Linked DNA regions of Mus musculus: region 1 is linked to region 2. The links are chromatin contacts, called in public targeted proximity ligation maps. All regions are on one chromosome and are shown on one strand. The core of a region is the stretch at or near the end of the contact, and the rest is flanking DNA. Distances in the headings are between cores, read along the strand shown.

The links.
Region 1: a contact with region 2 is called in a targeted proximity ligation map of heart atrium, with 7 read pairs. A contact is called at or near these places in 1 of 39 promoter capture datasets (neural stem cells), 3 of 484 Hi-C or Micro-C datasets (bone marrow-derived macrophages, cortical neurons and forebrain), 12 of 130 datasets of targeted methods (the NIH/3T3 cell line, SST interneurons, bone marrow-derived macrophages and 7 more) and 4 of 9 other capture datasets (adipose tissue, embryonic stem cells, liver and 1 more).

What each region holds. Positions count from the first base shown.
Region 1 is chr19:37,016,859-37,023,311 of GRCm38.p6, reverse strand. It overlaps Cpeb3 (cytoplasmic polyadenylation element binding protein 3), which reads left to right. Exons shown (of 11, transcript NM_001290827.1): 11 at 1-2,021. Among named protein-coding and RNA genes, the nearest start is that of Btaf1, 94 kb to the right of the region's middle.
Region 2 is chr19:37,170,034-37,176,803 of GRCm38.p6, reverse strand. It overlaps A330032B11Rik (RIKEN cDNA A330032B11 gene), which reads right to left and starts at 2,961. Exons shown (of 3, transcript NR_045329.1): 1 at 2,771-2,961; 2 at 728-789. Cpeb3 (cytoplasmic polyadenylation element binding protein 3) reads left to right here. Exons shown (of 11, transcript NM_001290827.1): 2 at 1,819-2,837. The coding sequence starts at 1,830.

The DNA of each region.
Region 1 (6,453 bases), core at 1,347-3,846, 150 kb after region 2:
CATCCTGTATAGCTTGACTAGAGTGAAGCCCTGCTCGTGCTAGCGCGGACCTTTTAGTGTTCACTCCTGGGCTGCAGAGAGTAACGGAGACACGTGGTGATTGCAAGACTCTGTAACGCTTGCTTTTTAAACCCTTCTTCCTTTGTTTTGCATTCTGGGGACAATCTGACTGGATGTGGCACTGCAGAGTAGACAGAAGTCAATGTGTCTTTTGTGCTGTGATGTCCTTGTTCTGTCTTGAAGTTACTGTTGTGTGGTTTTGTTATAGTTGGTTCTTTTTTTTCTCTTTTTCTCTCCAGTGTTTAATTGTGAATACTGGCTCTCCAGCTACAGTTTGTTTTCAAAAAAAAAAAAATGGAGAAACAGAATAGTTTTTTACTGAATTAAAAGATGCCTATTAGACCCCTCCCCCTTTCGGGTTTCCCCTGGACCCTTTGGTAATACTGCTTTCCTGCAGCCCAGATGTGCTTTGCTTTGCTTTGGTTCCTTTTTCTATGTTTGTGTTTTACTTTGTTTTCATCTGTATGGGAAATTTTGTTACGCACTACTACTTTTTATATTCTAGAACGTTTTCAAAAGTTGGCTGATGATTTTCGCTTGTTTGTTTCTAAGGAAAAAGGCATGCTTTCTGACTGACATGATCTTTTGCAATACCTCAATTTTGAAATATAGGAAAGAAAATGATATTTTCTAAGTAAGTTTATTCAGAAAATATATATTAATTTAATTCTGCAAGAAAATGATTTAACAGATGGGTAACTTTATTTTTTTCATGCTTATTTGTGTTTTTTGAAAATGAAGAAGTTAGAGCTTTATAACTATAATATTAAAGATCATATCTAACCTACAGAAATCTACCTAATTATGTGAAACATGCAAATGTTTGGAAGAAGCACCCCTCTTTCATGTACTAAAATAACCCTGAGCTCTAGAGGAGCCAGAAGACTGCGCAGTGTAAGCTAGCGCGAAGGCCACAGTGTCGCAGAGACCAGGTTGTCAGAGACTCCACTTGGTGCTGAGGGCTGTGACTGAGGAAACTGCTTTCCCTTAATTTGTATATTTATAATCAAGTGTTGATCGTGTGACTGGCCAGGACTGTGAAAGAGCTCTTCTGTTTGTATTTTTTTAAAGAGAACTTTTTTAGTTTATTAAATTATAACATGTTCCCTTTTGTTTTGTAAATAAATGTGCCCCCCCCCCAAGTTCTTAATGTTATATTAAAAGAGAGGGTCCTTCAAAAAAATTATTTTTTAAAAAAAACACAGAGGTGTTCTGCCCTGCAACTTGACTGGGAAGCCCCTGGGTAACACAGGTCCTGCTGTGGCCTTTCCTTGATGGGACACTTGAACTAGTGGATTTTTTGAAGGCTGTAACTAACCTCGACTCTTTGTTGTTATGTGCAATACTGTTTGTACTGTTTGTATAAAAAATAGAAAAAAAAGACAAGAAAAAAGGCCTAAACCTTTATTGCAGACTTATTTTCATTGCAGACTTTAGACATTGTGACTCACAGAACTCATTTTCTACTGTCAAATATGTACCTTTCCCTCATGCTGGTATTTTTTCAATAGTAACGTAGCCTTTGTACTGAGACAAATTTTCATTGTTATTTTTAGAAAGATTTTTTGCTAAGAAAAAAAATTAAACATATTTACATATTTTTCATTTTATTTCGTATTTTCTTTAAGGAGTGCTTTCTCAATCATTACTAGAGTTGTTTCTGGGAGGGACTTTCATATCTGGTCAACGTCATAATATTATTTTGTATTTTTACTTGGAATAAATTAATTTTATGATGCTAATTCTTTAAAGGTTTATTTTTTTCATTTCAGTTATTTTTGAAGCTAAAAACCTTTGTAATATTGTTACTAAAGTGTCTAGTTTTTTGAAATGCAAAGCTTTATGTATTAACTTGCCGATGTGGTTTACAATATGACAAGGGTGGAAACGGTTGGTTCTGTAACGTGACTGGGACTGTAACGGACAATTGGATAATAAAACGACAGAATGAGCAGAACGTGCGAGATCTCAACAAGCCTTTTCCTTTATTACAGTGTTCAGTGTAAGACTAGGGATGTCACAGTACAGGTCTCTAAGGATGTCACAGTGGGTTTATACAACACCAGATGCAGCCAAGCAGCCAAATCCGTGGCCAGATAACGAAGTCACCCCTCCTGAAATAGCATTGGGTGTGAAGCCTAGCTCGGCCAGCAGTGTCCAGTGCTTTCCCTAAAATGTGCTTCGTGTGTGTGTGTGTGTGTGTGTGTGTGTGTGTGTGTGTGCGTGCGAGTGAGAGAGAGAGAGAGAGACAGAGAGAGACAGAGAGAGAGAGAGAGAGAGAGAGAGAGAGAGAGAATGAGAATCCACCACCTACTGCTGTCAGTGTATGTATGAGCTGGTGCCTTCCGCCTTCCGCCCCAGATCTTTCACTCTCATGCACAGTGGTGACATGTGTGAGAAGACTCCACCTTGTATGCGGCAGGACTTGAATGCCTCACCTGATGTGTCCCCAGGCAGGGCTGGCAGCAGGCCTGGGGAAGCACAGGGTCACCACTGTCTGTGTTAGCTGCATCTTTCTCACTCCCCATCTGTTCTCTGTAATGGGGCCCCTTGCTTGCCTTTCCTTGGGGTGACATTGGGCCACTCTGTGCATGATCTGTCTGCCTTCCTGCTGCTGCTTCTTCAGTCCCCCCCCCACACCGTCTGCCCCCCCCCCCCCCCGTGTGCACTGTGGAAGGCAGCTGTTGCCAAGGCACTGCAGTTACTGCAGAGACATCTGAGTGCAGAGCCGGTGTTGTGTAAACAGAACATCCAGGGACTTGCTCTACATAGATGGTGCATTTCTGCTAGTTGTTGGTGGCCTCTTCTAGTTCTGTTGAAGTGGAGAGAGGTCAATCAATAACAGATAAGCGTGTGTCCAGAGGTGGCTCTTGGGTTCGCTCTATGTATTCAGTTTTGTAAATAATATATAGATTAGATCAAGTTGTGATGTAAAATTTTAACTCAAATTGGGTCCTATTGGTTGGAATTTTACATTAACTACAAATAAATGATTAGGGACAGGAGAAATTGGGGAAATTATTGTTTAGTGGTATAGATTATGCGTAGGTCTCTGCCTATATCTTGTGTTTTATCGCTTGTTAGTGAGGCATGGGCTAATGCAGTGTACTGCATTTATGCAATTAGCAAATAACTGCTAGTTTTCATTTTATCTATTATATTAGCAACAAAGTGGCATTTAACTGGGTAAAGCTCCTACCTAGATATTTTGAGTATTGTGACATCTCAGCTTGCCAGGTTTGAATGAAAGGGTAGTCACAGATTAGTGATAACAAAAAAAAGTGTCTTTTTGTTAAAACTGGCTTATGTGTATGGACAATCCTCTCTCGCTGGTTTGTATGCTGTGTCTGCTAACATTTCTCTTTTCTTTTCTAATATCCAAACTTGTCAAACTCAGCTGCCATAGTTTCCATCCCACCAGAGTATTTTATAATTGATACCGTTGACTTTATACCCCAGAGTGGGTCAGGAAGTGGATCCAGGAATGTTATGTTGACTTTGTAAGATTACAATAGTTCATTGGGACTCAGAGAGTTTGGGTGCTCACGAGAATGCCTGCTCCTGGACATTAGTGCTGTTGGGGGTATAAAGTAGTAGGTGTTTGTATTTTCGCCGTGGCAATGATGGACATGATTTTAGATGTTCACAGCTCAGATCTCTGTATTTGATTTTCAACTAACGACTAATTTTAAATGTACTGTATCTTTTCCTACCTGTTCTCTTGGATTGTTTTTTTGCTGGTAACCCTTCCTCGGCTTCTGCCCTGGGGCTTGGACTAACACTGCTTGTATGGATTCGCTACTGTGACTGAACGTGGAGCGCTCGCAGCTACCGCTTAACTGCTTAAACTTTGTAGTTTGGACTTTTTTTTTCTGTAATAACAACTTATTAAATCTAGTTGTACGAAGCACTGACACGTGTCATCTTTTGCTCAGGACGATCTCCGTCTGTTTACATCCATCAGGAAATCCTAACTTGCACCATACAAAACAAAAACCCCAGGTCTTCAAACAGCTCACATATTCCACCAGAGTTCACTCTCTCAGAGCCCACACTTTCAAACGCACAAGGAAATTTGAAACAGAAAGGTACTTGTGGGTTCAAGTGATACACATGGGGGGTGGGGGGCGGTGCTGTTGATGGCTTTCTAGGCCTCCGGCAAGGTAAATTTAAGCCCTGCCCCTGAGCTATTCACACACACACACACACACACACACACACACACACACACACACACACACACACACACACACCCCACCTGATGCCTTATGTTTTCATTGCCAGTCCATTGCCATTTGAGGCCTAATTCCTTAACCAGAACTGTTGTGAAAGAGTATCATCATCTTATGTTTTCACAAGGATACCAACGTCTCCTAAGGTTTTTCAGAAAATGGGGCTTTGGAAAAAAATTGGCGGATTCTGGTCTTGCTGCACGCTTTCTCTGGGAAAAGGATGCGGAACCCAACACAGGGCGGTTCATATCGGTACTAAGGCTTGGGGTCGAGCATGCGGGACTGTAGTGCTCCGGGCTCCCTACCCCCACCCCCACCTCACATGGTCCATTACGTAGTTCGGGATGGGGAGGGAAGAGGGCCGGAAGGGCGTCTCGGGAGGCGGGGCCTCTGTGTCTGGTTGCCGCCCCCACGTGGCCCCGCCCACTCCTCAGCCCAAGTCACCCTCTACGTGTCCTAGACGGTCGTGGGTTGGATTCCCCGGTCCCAGCCCTGCAGGTAAGAGTGCTAGCCTTACCTTGAGTGGCTACAACCACGGCCACTCAAGTTCTCCACGAATGGCAGTGGCTGTGGGCCGCTTGCAGCCGTGGAGCCCGTCGCACCGCTCCAAGGTGGGCCCCCTTTGAAGTCTACGAACAGCCACACGTTAAGGAACAAATTGAGTCCTCTCTTCAGGGTGCCCATTTGCCTTGGACACCCGCACTAGTCCCTTCAGGAAAAGGTTCTGATGTGCTGCCCTGCCACTTGAAGCGGGAGGAAGTATGCGAAGGTGTCTTTGAGACAGAAACTTGTGGGTTTGTTTGGTCATTCAGCACTGATGGGCTGGTGGGTGGCAGGCGGCTGGTCAGCACTGGCCCCGACTGTTGGAGCCGGTGGAGGAGGGCGGAGGGGATGCTTTCCAGAAGCATCCATCACCAATGTGCACCCGCTTTTTTTTTTTTTTTAAAGAGCCTTGTGTAGGTCTTCACCAAAAGATGAAGAGCATCTTTTTGCGTATTCCTTTGCCTTTTGTGTGCATTGTTTAATTCTTTTTAGGACAGGGTCTTAACCCTGGCTGGTCTGGTACGAGCCATGTAGCCCAGACTAGCTTAGAGCATGCAACAACTCCGGCTCCAACCTCCAAACTATTGGAATGATAGATATGCCCCCCACAATCTGAAACCCAAGTTGCTCCTGACAATCAGGTGTGTGGTAACCTGCAGTGGCCACAGCTGGGAGCTTCTTCAATTTAGTTCTGCCACTCACTACCTGCCTAGAGATAGCATCAGCTTTCACAGGTTGAGAGCTCAGTCAGCCCTCAAGGCTACCTCCATCTTCCCACGTTTTAGATGCCAGTTGCTAGTCTCAGCTTCTAACTGAGCAGCTTTAAGCTTGGGTTCACACAACCCACTTTCCGGGCTTATAAAGGGTTTGCTGGTTAATAAAGGATATTGCAAAGGAAGTTGTGTTGGCTAATCTTGTTAATCTGCCATAGCTGAGAAGAGAGAACCTCAACTGAAGCATAGCCTCCATCGGACTAGCCAGTGTGTGTATCTGCTGGGCATTTTCTTAATTGTTACTTGTAGAAGCAGGACCCAGCCCACTGTGGGCAGTAACATCCCTACGCAGGTGGGCCTGGGCTGTAAAACTAGCTGCCGGTGAGCCTAGGAGCTTAGGAGCAAGCTAGTAAGGTAGGTAGGTAAGTAGGGGTGTGTGTGTGTGTGTGTGTGTGTGTGTGTGTGTAAAACTAGCTGAATGTGACCCTGCAGTTTCTCCTCAAGCTCCTGCCTTAGCTACCCTTGAGATGTCACAAATGTCATGTCTAAGAAACCATGTTCAACCTTTTATTTTTTTTATACTTTGGAGTCAGGGTCTCATGTAGCCCAGGCTAACGCAGTAGGTAGCCAAGGATGACCTTGAAATTCCCTTGCTGCTTCTGCCTGCTGAGTGTTGTGAGCACCGGCGTTTGCCGCCATGCTGGGAATGAAAGCCAGGGCTTCCTGCCTGCTACACATGCTTTTGCCAACTGAGCCACATCCCAAGCCCCGTGCTTCCTTCTAAGTTTTATTATTTTAGTTTAGAATATATATTCATGAACAAGCTAAAATGTGCACGGTGTCATACACACACACTCATGTATCTATAGATATTTTTAAAGCATATAGACCCGAGTTTTGGAGAC
Region 2 (6,770 bases), core at 1,712-4,211:
AGAACTGTTGTGTGTGTGTCTGAATGCCCTTTACAAATGTCCCAAGGAAGATGCTTCTCCAGTATATGAGTTAATTAACTATATTAAATATATTAATAACTTTATTGCAATTATACTGAATCATCATCTAAAAATAATTATATGTTTGGTCATAGCTCCTTTAAAATTTCAAAATATTTGTTTGCAAGGTCTCAGCCCTGTAATATTCAGATATTTAAAGCAATTAAACATATTCTGAGACAAGCTCATTCAATGATAACTACATGCATGGAAATCTCTTGGTTTTGAATGATTACTGTTTTCACCCTTGAGTAAGAAAACAGGTTGTATGACATAGGTGAATATAGCCCTGCTATGTGAAGTGGAAAATACCATACACTCCTTATATGGCTAAATGAAGCAGTGAGGGTAATGCACTATAATTACAATGTATGAGAATTTGGGACTTTGTACTCCTCTATTTTTAACAGTTGCTAGCATATGGTAATTCAGGGTCGTCAAACCATAGTCTTTCATTGCTAATACTAGTGATAAAAGAATGGATTCTAAATTTGCCAGTCTTGTGACCGAGGCAGCAGCAGGAGGATTCAAAAATGAAAATCTGGCAACCCCAGAATTATCTTGACTGTCTACTTAAATCTCAGATGCATTTTTAAAGTCCCGCCCCCTCTCCATCTCACAGACTCCCTCCCCTCCCCTCCTCACTCCCCACCTTCCTCCCTCTGACCTCAAATCCAAGCAGAAGCATTTCTCCACTCTGCAGAGAATTTCTCAGGCTCCCGTAGAGACCTGAAATGCCAAGAAGCCAGTAAATCACTTGGGCGGCAGAACTGGAGAGGAGAAAATCGGAGAATAAGCAGAAAACCCACAATCCTTAGAGTAATAAGAAGCAAACACTTCTAAACGTTTCAGTAGGTTTTTTTCTTTTCTTTTACTTCTTTTCTTTTCTTTCTTTCTTTTTTTAAAGTCAGGTTTCTTATATACCAGGCTGGACTCGAACTGGCTAAATAGTTAAGCCTGACCTTGAATTTTTGATCCTTCTGCCTCTCCCTCAGAGTACTAGGATTTCAAGCATGCGCCACCACGCCCGGCGATTTTCATTTTTCTAAAAACTGAGGTTTCTTTTATATTAAAACGTCTCCTAACAAAATGGAGTAGCTGCCGCTACGGAGAGGCCAGAGAATGATTGTGCAGCTGAGTTCTTCCAACAAATGCCAAAGATTTTGTCTCTCGAGGTTCGCTGCAGCCAAATGAAACAATCATCCGAGGCAAGAAGGCAGTTTGCTAATCAAGAGGGCTAAGTCGGCTTAAAAAATGGTTTCTAAGTGCTCCAGCTGGGGAAGGGGGAAAGAGGGTCGTGTACCAAGTCTTTTTAACCTTGCTGAAGGACGCAGCACTATTTATTGACGTATGCAAATAACTGGGGGAGGGTGGTGCTTGGGAAAAAACAGGAACCAGAATCAGTTTCTCATTGCAGGGTGAACGCTCTGAGTTCCGGTGAAGGGAAAAGAGACGTGGCGAAATTGCTGTCTTTCTGTCTTATAAGCACATCTCTCACTAACACAGAAAAGGGGCCGAGACGTCAGAAAGGGTGAAGACGCTCTCACAGTATTTTTAGAGACCTTGCTCGATCCCTCCAGCTCCCCCCACCCCCCTCCCAGCCCGACTTGTTCTTCTAAATGCGAGATTATGGATTTGCATTGCAATTGGCTAGTGGCGGTGGCACTGGATTTTCGCAAGTAAAACACCCGCCCGCTTCAGTGAGGGGCATTCATGATCACACTGACAATAACGCATCTCTCTTTCTTCCCGTTTCAGCTGCGCAAACCATGCAGGATGATTTACTGATGGACAAAAGCAAAACCCAGCCCCAGTCTCAGCAGCAGCAGCGGCAGCAGCAGCAGCAGCAGCAACAGCTCCAGCCCGAGCCCGGCGCAGCTGAAGCCCCGTCCACGCCCCTCTCCTCAGAGATCCCCAAGCCCGAAGACAGTAGCGCAGTGCCGGCCCTCAGCCCCGCCTCGGCTCCGCCAGCCCCCAACGGCCCCGACAAGATGCAGATGGAGTCGCCGCTCCTGCCGGGCTTGAGTTTCCATCAGCCCCCTCAGCAGCCGCCGCCGCCGCAGGAGCCCACGGCGCCCGGAGCGTCGCTGTCGCCGTCCTTCGGCAGCACCTGGTCCACAGGCACTACAAACGCGGTGGAGGACAGCTTCTTCCAGGGGATCACCCCAGTCAACGGGACCATGCTCTTCCAAAACTTCCCGCACCACGTCAACCCGGTCTTCGGAGGCACCTTCTCGCCGCAGATCGGCCTGGCGCAGACCCAGCACCATCAGCAGCCTCCACCGCCCGCGCCGCAGCCGCCGCAGCCCGCGCAGCCCCCGCAGGCGCAGCCCTCGCAGCAACGCCGCTCGCCCGCCAGCCCCAGCCAGGCGCCCTATGCGCAGAGGAGCGCCGCTGCCTACGGCCACCAGCCCATCATGACCAGCAAGCCGTCCTCATCCTCGGCGGTCGCGGCTGCTGCGGCCGCGGCCGCTGCCTCTTCGGCCTCGTCCAGCTGGAACACGCACCAGAGCGTGAACGCCGCCTGGAGTGCTCCGTCCAACCCGTGGGGTGGCCTGCAGGCGGGCCGAGACCCTCGCCGCGCGGTCGGCGTGGGCGTGGGTGTAGGTGTGGGGGTACCCTCCCCGCTTAACCCCATCTCGCCGCTCAAAAAGCCCTTCTCCAGCAATGTGATCGCTCCACCCAAGTTCCCTCGTGCAGCCCCGCTCACCTCCAAGTCCTGGATGGAGGATAACGCTTTCCGGACCGATAATGGTAACAATCTGTTGCCTTTTCAGGTAAAGTCCCTGTGCTCTTGCACACTCCTTCTTCTCGCATGTTTCTCCCCTCTTCCTAGTTATTTTAATTGGTCCACTCGCTGTTATTTAGAAGGCACAGCAAATTCCAGCACCCTCCAAATCCTCTGGTTCACCGGGTCCATTCCATCCAATCTGGGTGGGGGTGGGGGCGAAGTTGAGTGGACATTGTGACTGCTTGAGGGTAGGAAAGGGCTTTTTTCCCCCAGTTCATTTCCTCCTTCACTGTGCTTGTGCTTTTTATTTTGGCCTTCTTTGACAAATTAAGCCGCAAGTGTATAGTCAGGTGCGGGAGTAGTCCCAGGAGGAGTAGGCTGAGATTCCTATCATTTTAAGTAGCTACACATTTTCAGGTTACGCAATACTAGGCTCAAGGTGCGGACCAAAAGCCATTCACGCCCAAATCACCCTGGTTTGTTAACAGCCTTTGAGTGGTGCTATTTCAAATAGTTGCCTATGCCCAACTAAACTAATGTGAACCCATGTGTTTATGTCTAAGGTGCTGGAATCATTAATAATCAGCATATTGCCCTGGCAGGAAAATTACGAGTGTGAGAATCCAATGAATACCCGGAACTATAAGGGATCGAAGTGGAAAGAGTGGAAATTTTAGGGAGAACTAGTCCCATGTTACTTAAAAGAAGGTTTAAAAAAAATTTTTCCCCCAGAGGAGAGAGACAATAGGACACGACCTTCAGAGCCATATTGCAATGGAGTCTATTTGCTAACTAGCACTGAAATATTTAAAGCTGCAGTGTCCTTCACCAGTTGGGTTATTTAAGACAATGCAGATCAATTACACCATTTGAAACTGGGCAAAGTGAAAGTCTTGCAACTTTAATGAAAAATGAGTCTTGTCCCTCGGTATTAAATGCCAATGAAAAATCCAGGAAGTGCCCCGGACGAAAAGATTGAATGGACAAAGTGTCCTTGTTTCTGTTGCTTTTTCATGTGGTCTGTAGCCACAGCAGTAGACAGGATCCTGGGCCTTTGGATCAGAAAGGGGAACTGAGTGTGTGTGTTCATTGGGAACCTTTGCTGTCTAATAGGCACTTACCCTGGGCCTGTGAAGTGATTTGGCCATAAGCTTCCCTACAAGAGAAAGGCTGGGTGTGGTGGTTACAGCTTGTAGTTCACCACCAAGGCTGGACGATGAGATTGGGACTTCCAGCTCGGTCTGTGTTTCTTACAAGATCTTGTCTCAAAAAGGAAAGAAAAGGAATCCTTCGGCCCCCGCTGACAGACGCTAGCCTGGCAGTTTGACAGAGGTTGAAGGCTCTCAACCTGGCACAGATGGAGCCGTCAGTTTGCTGGTTTTTACCTTTCCGATGTTTGGGGGGTGGGTTGTATCATTTCGAAGGAAATGGGATTATTGAAAGGATGTCTCTGGGCTAGAGCCAGAATTTTTGTTTTGAACAGTTGAAGGAGACCCATGAAAGCTCTAAATTGTGTTTAGGAGAGTTTTGTTGTTTGGGTTTGGGTTTTTCTGGGTGGTGCTCAGGCTGGTACCTAGTTCCTGCTCATGTTGAACACACTCTTAGTCCTAAGTAGAGGCTGCAGTGAGCAAGGCTCTCACATGCTTTCAGAAGGGTCCTCCAGGAACAGGGCATTTGAATAGTAAGGCACAGTTTTAGATGAGCTCCTGCTGATTGCTGAGGATGACCTTCAACTCCCGAGCCTCCTGCCTCCACCTCCTGGGCTGCAGACTCCTGCTACCACTTTCATATCTTGCTTCTTTCCATTCTAAAGTTGATTTTCATGACTGGGATTAGTTCTGTAGGCAGAGGGAGGTGAGCAGGACAGGTTCTGCTGTAGTTGGTACTTGGAAGGAGGGGCTGCTGCCTTGACAGTTTCTCTTTTTATTCTGAGGCTTTCTATCCAAACCCATTCAGAAAAGATAATCCAAATTCCTTTTTAATGTTTAAAGGATTTGTGAATGTGTGTGTCTGTGTCTGTCTGTGTGTGTGTGTGTGTGTGTGTGTGTGTGTGAGAGAGAGAGAGAGAGAGAGAGAGATGGATGCCTGGTGCATGTTTGGTGATCAGAGGAAAACCTTATGGAATCCATTCTCTCCTTCACCTTTATGTGGGCTCTGGCATCAAACTCTGACTTTTTTAAGGCAAGGCTAGTATCATCTACATAGTGAAATCCAGGACAGCTAGGGCTGCACAGAGAAACCCTGTCTGAGAAAGCAAAACAAAACAAAACAAAACAGGAAAGAAAAAGAAAGTCCAGGGGGAGAGGAGGAAGAGAAGGAAGAAGTTGGAAAGAATATAATCCAAAATTTTGGAGAGGGGTCTGAGATATAGCTTTGTTGCTAAAGTGTTTGCCATAAAAACATATGTGGACTTGAATTTTGGTCTGAAGCATCCACATTAAAAAACCCTGAGTTTTCATAGAGGAAGACGATGCCACTGACCTCTGGCCTCTACATATGTTTGAAAATACACCCTCTCCCCTTCCCTCCCTCCCTCCCTCCCTCCCTCCCTCCCTCTTCACCAATCCCTTGTATGGAGCACCAGTAGCATGAGGATTGCTAGTGTTTCTCAACAAATCCTTTGCCAAATCCTTTGCCAATGATGCTTCTAAGGCAAAACATAATTGTACTTTGCACTTTTTTGTTGTTGTGATAGATGGAAATATTATTGAGTGGGCAAAATGATTGAATCATTTGATTAAAAGTAAACATTTTTTGTTTGGCTTCAAGAAAAATTATATGTACTCTGTGTCTCATTTCTATTTCTTATTTAAAACAGTTCTTTAGGGTCTTTTTTTTTTTAGATTTTTAAATTATTATTTATTTGTATTTGTCTGTGAGAGTATGTGCTGTGTATGTGCAGGTACCTGCCTAGGCCAGATGAGGGCATCTGATTCCCTAAAGCTGGAATTATGTTCAGTAACCTTCAGATGTGGGTGTTGGGAATTGAACCTGGATTCTGGAAGAATAGTAAGTGCTCTCACCCACTGCATCTCTCCAGTTAGACCTTTATGGCTTTTAAGTAGCATTGTACTGAGTGGTGCATACCTGTATTCAGTCAAAAGAGGTTGAGGCAGGAGGATACTTTGGCCAACATTGTGAAAAGTCTGGGTTATGTTATTGTTGTTGTGTTGTGTTTTGTTTTGTTTTTGAAACAGGGTCTCTCTGCATAGATATTCCTGGCTGTCCTTGAACTCAGTACATAAAGTAGGCTGCCGTGAAACTCAGAGATCTGCTTGACTCTGCCTCCTGCATCCCAAGTGCTGGGATTAAAGGCATGTGCCATTATATCTGGCAAAAATTTGTTTGTTTGTTTGTTTGTTTGTTTGCTTTTCAAGACAGGTTTTCTCTGTGTAGCCCTGGCTTTCCTAGAAATGTTTTATAGACCAGGCTGTCTTCTAACTGAGAGACCTACCTCCCTCTGCCTCCCAAGTATTGAGATTAAAGGTGTTCCCCCACCTTAGCCTGGCAAAATCCTGTTTCTAAAAACAGTTTTAGATTCAAGGGTAGTAGCTCATCCCTGTAATTTTAGGACCCAGAGGGCTGATACAGGAGGATTACAATGAGTTTGAGGTCATCCTGAGCTATAGAGTAAGATAATGTCTCAATGCAACAAAACAGAAAATATAAGTAGAACCAGAAAAATAAATTGGTTGTGTTTTGGCTTATAAGTTTGCCAACATGGTTTATGTTGATAACTATGCTGACTATGTGTATAGCCTGTATGTCTGTCTGTATACTACCTCCATGCCCTTGGAAGCTAGAAGAGAGCATTGGATCCCCTAGGCCTGGAGTAACAGATGGTTGTGAATGACTGTGCCACTTCTGGGAATTGAACCCAAGTTCTGTGGAAGAGCAGCCAGTGCTCTTAACCACTGAGCCATTTCTCTAGCCCCTAATCAAATATGTTTAAAAAGCAAAGTATCTCAATTCTTAATGG